Regions from separate parts of the Mus musculus genome. Here region 2 is linked to region 1. A link is a contact called in public HiChIP or PLAC-seq data. All regions are on one chromosome and are shown on one strand. Each heading gives the region's core, a stretch centred on a gene start, on an enhancer-like site or on the middle of the called end of the contact. The rest is flanking DNA. Distances are from core to core; before and after follow the strand shown.

Region 1 (3,994 bases), core at 907-3,406:
ATCAGGCTCTGTGGTGGGAATGACTTATGACTCTAAATCAACCACATGTCACCAATCACCCACAATCTCATCTTAACTGGAAACTATGAATGGGTGGTAGCCAGTGGGACCAAACTACATTTGAGGACATTCTAGCAACATAGGGTGAGCTGTGGCTAAAACCCCTGGACTGAGAAAACTCTTATTTGAAGATGAGGGAAACCCAAATGACCTCTGATAACTGCACACAATTAAACCTTACAGTGACATCAGACGATGTAAATAAACTAGAATAAATCGCAAGCTGTTCTTCCCCTAAAATCTACAGCCAACTGCAAAGGCTCAGGCCGTGTATAGGGTAGAGAAGGCTGATGGCCCCACGGACACAAGGTTCCTCTGAGCCGCTAGTGGTGGACCATAGGAAGGGGCTCCAGGAACATGGCTTTCTTTGCAGAAGAAAGGTACCATGGAAGTTTTGTACTGCAAAACTTCTGAATTATAACACGTTGGCTGGGCCCACTGGCTTTGTGGACTCCCAGTCTCGAGTGTTTGTGTGCATGTCTCTAGGTGTGTGCAAGTACACTCGAGTGTGTTTAAGCATGTATGTGCATGTGTATATGGGCATTGTGTGTGTGTGTGTGCATGTGTGCATGCACGTGTGTGTATAGCAAACACCAGGTCTGAGGGCCCAAATTCCATGATTCCCTCTGTTACCCACCCAAGGTGAGGATCCCTGGATGTCCGGTTCTTCAACATGACCCTACCTCTAGGACACAACTGGGCTTTGAAATAGTGATCAAGACATTATCGTCTGCTTCTGGCTTGGCCTGTGATTGGCAGAAATCGGACAGAACACACCACCCACCCCCAAGGACCAGGAAGCAGGAGGAACTGCCTGGACTCCCTCTGCTAGCCATTCCTTGTTCCAGCCTCTCTTCTAGGCCTGGCTGGTCCCCAAACCTTCCTGAGTTCTTCCAACCAGCTCTGCTTTCTGGTTCCAGTTAGCTTTAATGGATCTCTGTTCTTCCTCGCAACTCACACTGAAGGCAGAGCTAAGACACAGATGATGTGAGCATGCTGTAGAGATGACCTGAGGTTCTTCCTGTGGTCTTTGGGCCCCTTACCCCTGCCACACCTGGGGCATCCTTGTCTGCAGAGGAGGAAGGACAGACAGTACCTGTGTCGCTTATGTTTCTTGGAGCTTTTCTTCTTCTTCTTCTTGACTGGTGATGGGCTGTAGGACGGGGACCTGCAGGGAGACAGACATATTTCCATGGGTCCCTTCTTCATAATACTTCAGTTTTTGGGGGGGACCATATACAGGACCAACCCACATACTGATAGTAGCTTGCATTTGTGTTGGATATTATGTGCCCTACACTTAAGTAGATATAATTGCTATTCTCCTTTTCCAGACCCCCTCCCCCCCAAAAAAAAGTGAGATTCAGAGAGGTAAAGTGATCTGCCCAAAGACACGCAGCCCAGACAGGGATGGTATGGGATTCAAACAGAGTTCTCTCTATCCCGGAGGTTTGTTCATTATAACAGCATCAGTCAATGGCTATCCTCTTAGTTAAATCAATCTAAAGGGCTTTCTTGGTCTCATCCGTGGCTTTCCTCCAAAACCTCTGCCTCTTCTGTATTCCGTGGTCTGTTCTCTGCTATCTCTGGGGTAAGCCTGTGTCCCTAACATCATAGCATGGGTGAAGCCACCAAGGGGCACCTGGGAAACAGTTACCCTCCCTGGGGCCATGGGGTTGACTCAGCCTGACCTACAGGCTCAGGCCCCTGAGGGAATCATAGCTTGTCTCCAACAGGCTAGCAAGAGGCTGAAACTCAGGTCCAGTGTGAGCCTCTTTAAGAGGGTAGATGTAGGAATCAGGCTTCCTGCAGACAGTTAGGAGAGGTGAGGACTGAGGAGAGCAAGCAGTGGCCTCTCAGAGGGGGCGGGGGGTTCCCTCTGAGAGAGTGCAGCCCCAATTTTCCACAGCGTGCGCTGTTTCCTCCTCTATCTTCTGCACACTTCGAAAATCGGGAAACTCGAGTCCACCCCCTACCTTACAATGGCTGGGTCACTGGGTGTCACCGCACTCCCCCTTCGCCCCATCTGGGCCGGTCCTTAAACTAAGCAGATGATGGAGAAACCCCTGCAAACCTGGGGCCCAGGTTTGAGCGGCTCAGCATTGCTCTCTGCTGCCCCCTGCAGGCGTTTATAAACACCGCCCGGGAGATTTGGTGCGATCCCCTGTAGCCAAACTTAAATTCTACACAGGTTTTTTTTTTTTTTTTTAAACTGGAAGTTGACAAGGGAATCCGGAAATATTTTTTAAAAATAAAAAACTTATTAAAAGACGTGTGTCTACCAAGACATTCACGAGGCCTAAAAGAGCCATGCGCTGGTAGTAATATGAGATACTAACCCTGGGTCAAGAGAGAATCCTAGGAATAAAGTCCAAGGTAGATTCTGTCATCCCATCCTGGGAGCCTTTATCATTCATCTCTGAAATGGGCATAATATTTCCCTTGCGGAGTGAGGCCAGGAGCGAAAGAAAGGTTGTACCAAGGTGCTGCGCACAAGCCCCTGCACACCATACGCTACAGCCATCCCAGTTCAACATCTGCTATAATAACTGCTTCATATTAATTGGTCATACATGATTGCTAAACACCGTGTCAGCTGCCTCCATATTTCCCTCCGCCTTTTCCTCTTTGTATCTCAGGCTGACCTAGAATGCACCATGTGACTCGGGCTGGCTTCAAACTCACAGCAATCCTCCTGCCTCAGACTCCCAAGTGCTATGACAGGCAGGAGCCACCATACCCAGGGACTTTTCTCAGCTAATTCTCGAAAATTCCAAGAGGCTGTCCAAAATTACTATCATTTTAACAAGAAGGTGGGAGAAAGAAGCCACAAAAAGTGAAGTCTAAGGTCCCACAGGCAGCTAAGAGGCCGAGAAGGGATTTGAACCCAAGGTGGAGTCACAGTTGGACTTATTACTCCTTTTCTGTCTCTTCTCCTGTCTGAGTCTTTGAAATCTCATCTCTCGTCAGGATCCTTACCTCCTCCTCTTTTTCCTGGTTGATTTCTTCTTTTTCTTTTTCCCCCTGGAGGAAGGTGGTGGTGTCGGGTCTCTGTCTTGAGAGGCACTGTGAGAAAGGAAAAGCCAGGTATGAGAGAGTCCGTTGGCTCCTGGGCTGTCACAGCCAGAGAAAGGGAAAGGACCCAGGACCCACGGTGAACATCTCATTGTCACCTCATGGCTGATTCGGTCACACCTCAGATTAAAAGTCTCAGAGACTTAATGCATGCCTAATGAGACAGACACTGTAGTTACCCAAACACCAATTGATTATTTAAAACAAGGTTTATAGGGGTTAACTGCCCCTTAATAGATTTATTATTGAATTTGCAAATGGTTCACCTCGGTAAATAAATCACTTTAAAAATAATGAGTTGGCAGTCCAACCCACTCTCTTCCCAGTCCACCCCGTCTATACTTCCTGCTGTAAATTTCAGGAGGCAGAAGCTGCATTAAGTAGATGCCGATTATTAAAAGTGTATTTGCTCGGGTCTAATGTAACAAGATACATATCTTACATCGCTTCGCAGAACCTCAAAAAACTCCACTGCTCTTCAGGAATAATTATTTCCCGTTCAATTAAATTCAAACGCACAGGCTGCAGTTAAATGAAGTCAAGTTATCTCCTTTTATAATTGGGGCAGGCTCCCGGGATTAAAAAAAGAAGAAAAAGAAGAACGCTATCCTATAGCAAAGAGAAACGGTTGCGGATTGAAATTGCTTGAGAACAGAAGTGTGGGAGCCCAGTTCACCTTTACTGGAACAGCTAGGAGTCTTCTTATTATTTTAGTAGCAACCAAACCAGCACTGGTATGCTTATTACAAACAGAGTTTTATATATCATGATACACAGTATTTAGAAGGCAGGGCATACGGAGGCCAGAGGGAAACTTCGGGTTTTGTGCATCAGATATCACCGCTGGTTTGTTTGTTTG
Region 2 (4,228 bases), core at 42-2,541, 120 kb after region 1:
ATTGGGTATTTCTCTGCTGTGGAAGGCTCTGTGCCCCCTCAACCCCCTCTTGTCTTCTTTTTCTCCTGCCTTTGTATTTCTTCCCATCCTCTCCCCTCCTGTCTTTTTTTTTAACTACTGCTCCAGCACCCCAACTCATTCCAAAGTTCAAAGCCACCAGATCCTTAAAAAATAAAATAAAGTAAAACTTTCAGTATTATCTTCATGCTGACTTTGAGCTTTAGAGTTTTGGTTTTGGGTGCTGAAAAAGAAAGAATTCAACACGAGCAGCAGCTTAGGCTAAGACACGGAGGAGGGTGCTGCTTGGAGCGAGCGTATCTGAGGGAATAGCATATGGGCTTTTGTTGAAATGTTCAGAGACCCGCTAGTTTCTGGGCCAAGGGTTAGAATGCTTGTATTGAACACTGGCTGAGCTGAGTTCATGTCTTGTACAGCATCCCCTGACACCTCAAATCCACCACTGCTTTGCTCCCCTGACCTATGCACTTGGCGATAGCTCGAAAAGTTTTCAGTCAAGTACGTACCCCGAGCCACACCGCCCACCCTAAGAAAGCAAGGGGGTTTGCATAGGAGGTGCGGAGTCTGTAGGAGTGTTGTTCCCCGTCAAAAAATTCCTGTCCCTTTTCAACAGCCTCTCCCTTACACAAGCGATAATTTCTCATGTTCCGGCGTGAGATACCGGGTACGACGGGCTTAGTCCAGACACCCTGTTCCAGTTGCCTGCGTCCACCCGTCAAGATTCTGGGGCACAGGCAAGAAAAGGGGGGGGGACCTCCCAGTGTCCCTAACTCATGAACGAGGTCATTACCTTGGCATCGGCTTGCGGGCTGTGATACTGGCGACGATGATGCTCTCGGGACGCGGAGTGGCCACTGCTTTGAAGGTCCCTTTCCAGAACTTCTCAAACAGCTGTTTCTCGCCCTGCTGCAGGCTAGCCATCCTGAAAGCCCAAGGAGCCCGGGAGCCTGGGGCGCTGTCCGAAGTGCTGAAACGTGGATTACAAACCCGATGACACGCCCTGGGCTCCGGGGCGCTGTCCGCGTGAAACCCCCAAGGGGTGGGGTGGGGAGAGATCGGAGTTCAGGGCGGGGGATGGGATAGAACGGGACGTCTCGGGTTAGGCAGGCAGCGGAGAAAGAAGGTGGTTCCCCGGCTGGGTTCACCTCTTGGCTTGGCTCTGAGCTGCGCTGGGAGCAGGCTGAGCTCCGTGTCTTCGGCGAAGCAAAGCTAGCCGGCTTTCTCTACCGCGCAGAGAACAGAGAGGAGGCGACCGGGGCGTCTGCCGTGCGTGCGCGTGTGAGCTCCGGCGCGCCCGGGTTTTGTCTCTTGCACAATGTGACGTTGGAAGGGGAGGCTGGTCGCGCGAGCTGTACTTTCCTCCCTCCCCTTCTCCGTCTCCTCCTTCCCCAGCAACCCCTCCTTCTCTGGCTCAGCCTCCCGCCGCCATCTGCATAACAAAAGCCCGCAGGTCTGAGGAGGAGAAAGGGAGGGGCGAGCGCTTGTCTCTAAGGCCCCGTGGCCACAGAGTTGCGACTCTGACCCCTCTGAGAAGCGACCCCAACACCTCAAACAGAATCAAAAAGGAGATTCTTTCTCTTAGCCCTCACCCTTCCTCCATCGTCGCAGGCCTTCCCCTCAACCCTTACATGCGCACTCCCGGGCCTGGGCCACCTCCCTATCCTTTTGCAAGACTTGGGGAGCATCTTCCATTGAGGGAGCTACTAAAAAATGCCCCACCTATCCACCCACGCCAACCTGCCTTCACCCACCCCACTTCTGGGATGGACTGCCGAGGTCTGCAAAGTGTGTGTGTGTGGGTGCCCCTATGATTTTCTTTACGCCTGGGGGGCTCTTCCACCCCCCCACCCCGAAAATGCCATTTGACGGACAATCCGTCACCAGCGCGGTTTCTCGCCATCTGTCGAGCCGGCCCCCACCCGCAGAGGGGCGCAGCGTCACATCTGTGCTTGCGGCGCTATAAAGGATATCTCTTTTGTGCCTCGCAGCCGGCCTGCTTCGCGTCCCCGCTGCCAAAGCCCTCCAAAAGAACACCCCTCCCCCACCCCCCTGAGAACCCGCAGCCTGGGTGTGAAACAACAGTCCGATTTGGCAAAGAAAGACTGAGGGGGGAAGGGGGGGGAGGGCTTCCGAGGATTACAAGTAACTTTTTGGTCTTTCCATCTTCTTCCTCCCCCCTACTCTCCCAGTCCCAGCAGAGACTCAGAATCTCAAACTCCAGATGCGCAGGCAGTAGACAACAATGTCTCCCCGTTTTGCCGTAAGGGTCTTCTTAGGGAAGATATCTTAGTGAGATTTCCCCAGCCCATTTCTCCTCTGGAGCCTTTTAATACTTGGGAGTTTCACCTACCGCCAGGGTTTAAAAGTGAAACTCCTACAAGGAGCTTCTGCTAAGTCTTACAAACCTCCAAGCACTGACACCGGGTTCCACCCTGAAGGCAGAAAAAATTCTCTAATTTTTGTTGACCTAGTAGCAGTGGGGAGCGAAGACACCCCCACCCCCACCCCCAACATCAGTGCGAACTTTGTAAGTAAGTCCTTTGTAAGAGAATAGGAGGTACACGGAGGGGGGAGCAGAGTAGGGGAGAGGAGGACAGGATGGGGCAAGAGAAGCCGGGACACAGGAACAAGGAGTGAGCGTTGGCCTGGAAGAGGCTACAGGAGGAGTTTGTGTGTGATGGCTGTGTGTGATGGCTGTGTACCGGTTTAGGAGCGCCAAGCGCTCACTCCGCAGTGACCCCTTCTGGTCAGTAACTAGAAGTGCATTTTGTTGGCTTTTAAAGGGAGTAGCAGAGATTAGGAGGTGGGATGGGGTTGGGGCTGGGAGACTTGAGGACAGAGGAAAGTAAACCAGGGAGTGAACTTTCCATGTCCTGATCCCCTGCATTCAAATTCCTCATTCTTAGATTGCGTCTAGGACCTAGCAACCCTTGGATGGCTGTCACTTTAAAAGCCATCGAGCTGTCTTCCCTCTTAGCCTTGACTATTTAAAGAGAGAGAAAAAAAAAACAGTAATCAGGTCTGGGAGAGCACTCTGGGAATAAGAGGCATACAAGACTGGAGCTAGGCAAAGTCTACAAGATGCCAATGAGCCCATGCTTCGAAGCAGACAGTGCTGTGGTTTCCAAGTTGTGTGCCTCCTCGAACAAGCTCAGGGCTTAGCACCCAGACTTTCAGCGAGTGACCTCAGTTGTTGTATTAGTAATTGTCTTGTTACTGTGAGCAAATCCCTGATAAGAAGCAAACTAGGGGACGAAGGCTTTATCTGGCTCAGGGTTTGATTGAGTCCATCATGGCGTGTGGGTTGGGGACGGGGAAAGCATAGGAACCTGATGGTCCTGTTACACCGTGGTAAGAAGCCGAGGGAGATGAAAGTTGCCGCTCATCTTTTTTGGATCCTTTTTACAAAATCTGGAACAACAGGTCCATCTCTACTCAAAGCGTGTCGGGCTATTTGTCTGACTCGCCGCTGGGATGCCCAAATGCCGCTTGAAAGCCACTCTGGGGAGGCAGAACACTGTCAGTAATAGGGCTCCCAGCCTGTGATTTCCCAGATGAGGATGTGAAACAGCGGGGTTTGGGACAGATGCTGTGGGGTTTGGGACGGATGCTGTGGGGTTTGGGACGGATGCTGTGGTTCCCTATCTGCTGTGTTCTCAGAGTTGCATCAGACCTCGGGGAGTTGGGAACAGGGGTCCATGGGTACCAGGACAGGGGTGGAATCCGGTTTGGTTTTGAGTGAATGCCAAGAGTCCGGATGGGTTGGAAGAGAGAAGGCCTTCTCTGGGAGATTTAGGTGCGAGTCTTTGTGACCAAGACCTCCCCCTCCTCAGCCCTGGGCAATCTCGATGAAGGACCTTGCTTGTCCAAACTGCTTTATTTGACGGCGGATGTGAACGTATACATCTTACTCGGGGTGAAGGAGGGATTAAATACTTTTTGCAGGAAGAAATGTCCAGGAAGGGAAGCTCACTGGCTAAACACACCTGACCTATTTAAATACCTCATTAGCATGGAGAACTCCGGGTTTTTATGCTACATGACCGATTCTCAAGGTCCTCTCAGTGGGGCATCATGGTTACATGTTCCAGATCAGGTAGTTTGGCAGGGAGCTGGCCTCACATCTTCTCAATTCTGAGGTTTCCTGGGGTTTGCAGCTTGCTCAACCTTACCAGTTCTTCTGTCTGGTGTCACAGTCCCACAAAAGTGG

What was found. HiChIP or PLAC-seq counts read pairs in DNA pulled down with a chosen protein or histone mark.
Region 2: a contact with region 1 is called in an H3K4me3 HiChIP or PLAC-seq map of embryonic forebrain, with 4 times the contacts expected there. The contact joins the promoter of Srrm4 here to the enhancer-like site in region 1. A contact is called at or near these places in 11 of 484 Hi-C or Micro-C datasets (the AtT-20 cell line, the N1E-115 cell line, brain and 7 more), 6 of 115 datasets of contacts at active chromatin or transcription factors (embryonic forebrain, embryonic hindbrain, embryonic midbrain and 3 more) and 3 of 9 other capture datasets (adipose tissue, liver and pancreatic islet).

What each region holds. Positions count from the first base shown.
Region 1 is chr5:116,474,020-116,478,013 of GRCm38.p6, forward strand. Srrm4 (serine/arginine repetitive matrix 4) reads right to left here. Exons shown (of 13, transcript NM_026886.3): 3 at 3,040-3,126; 4 at 1,157-1,228. Among named protein-coding and RNA genes, the nearest start is that of Srrm4os, 37 kb to the left of the region's middle. Within about 2 kb of position 2,157, at least 3 of the 459 cell types and tissues checked have an H3K27ac peak or open chromatin away from gene starts, as enhancers often do.
Region 2 is chr5:116,590,526-116,594,753 of GRCm38.p6, forward strand. Srrm4 (serine/arginine repetitive matrix 4) reads right to left here and starts at 1,292. Exons shown (of 13, transcript NM_026886.3): 1 at 809-1,292. The coding sequence starts at 939.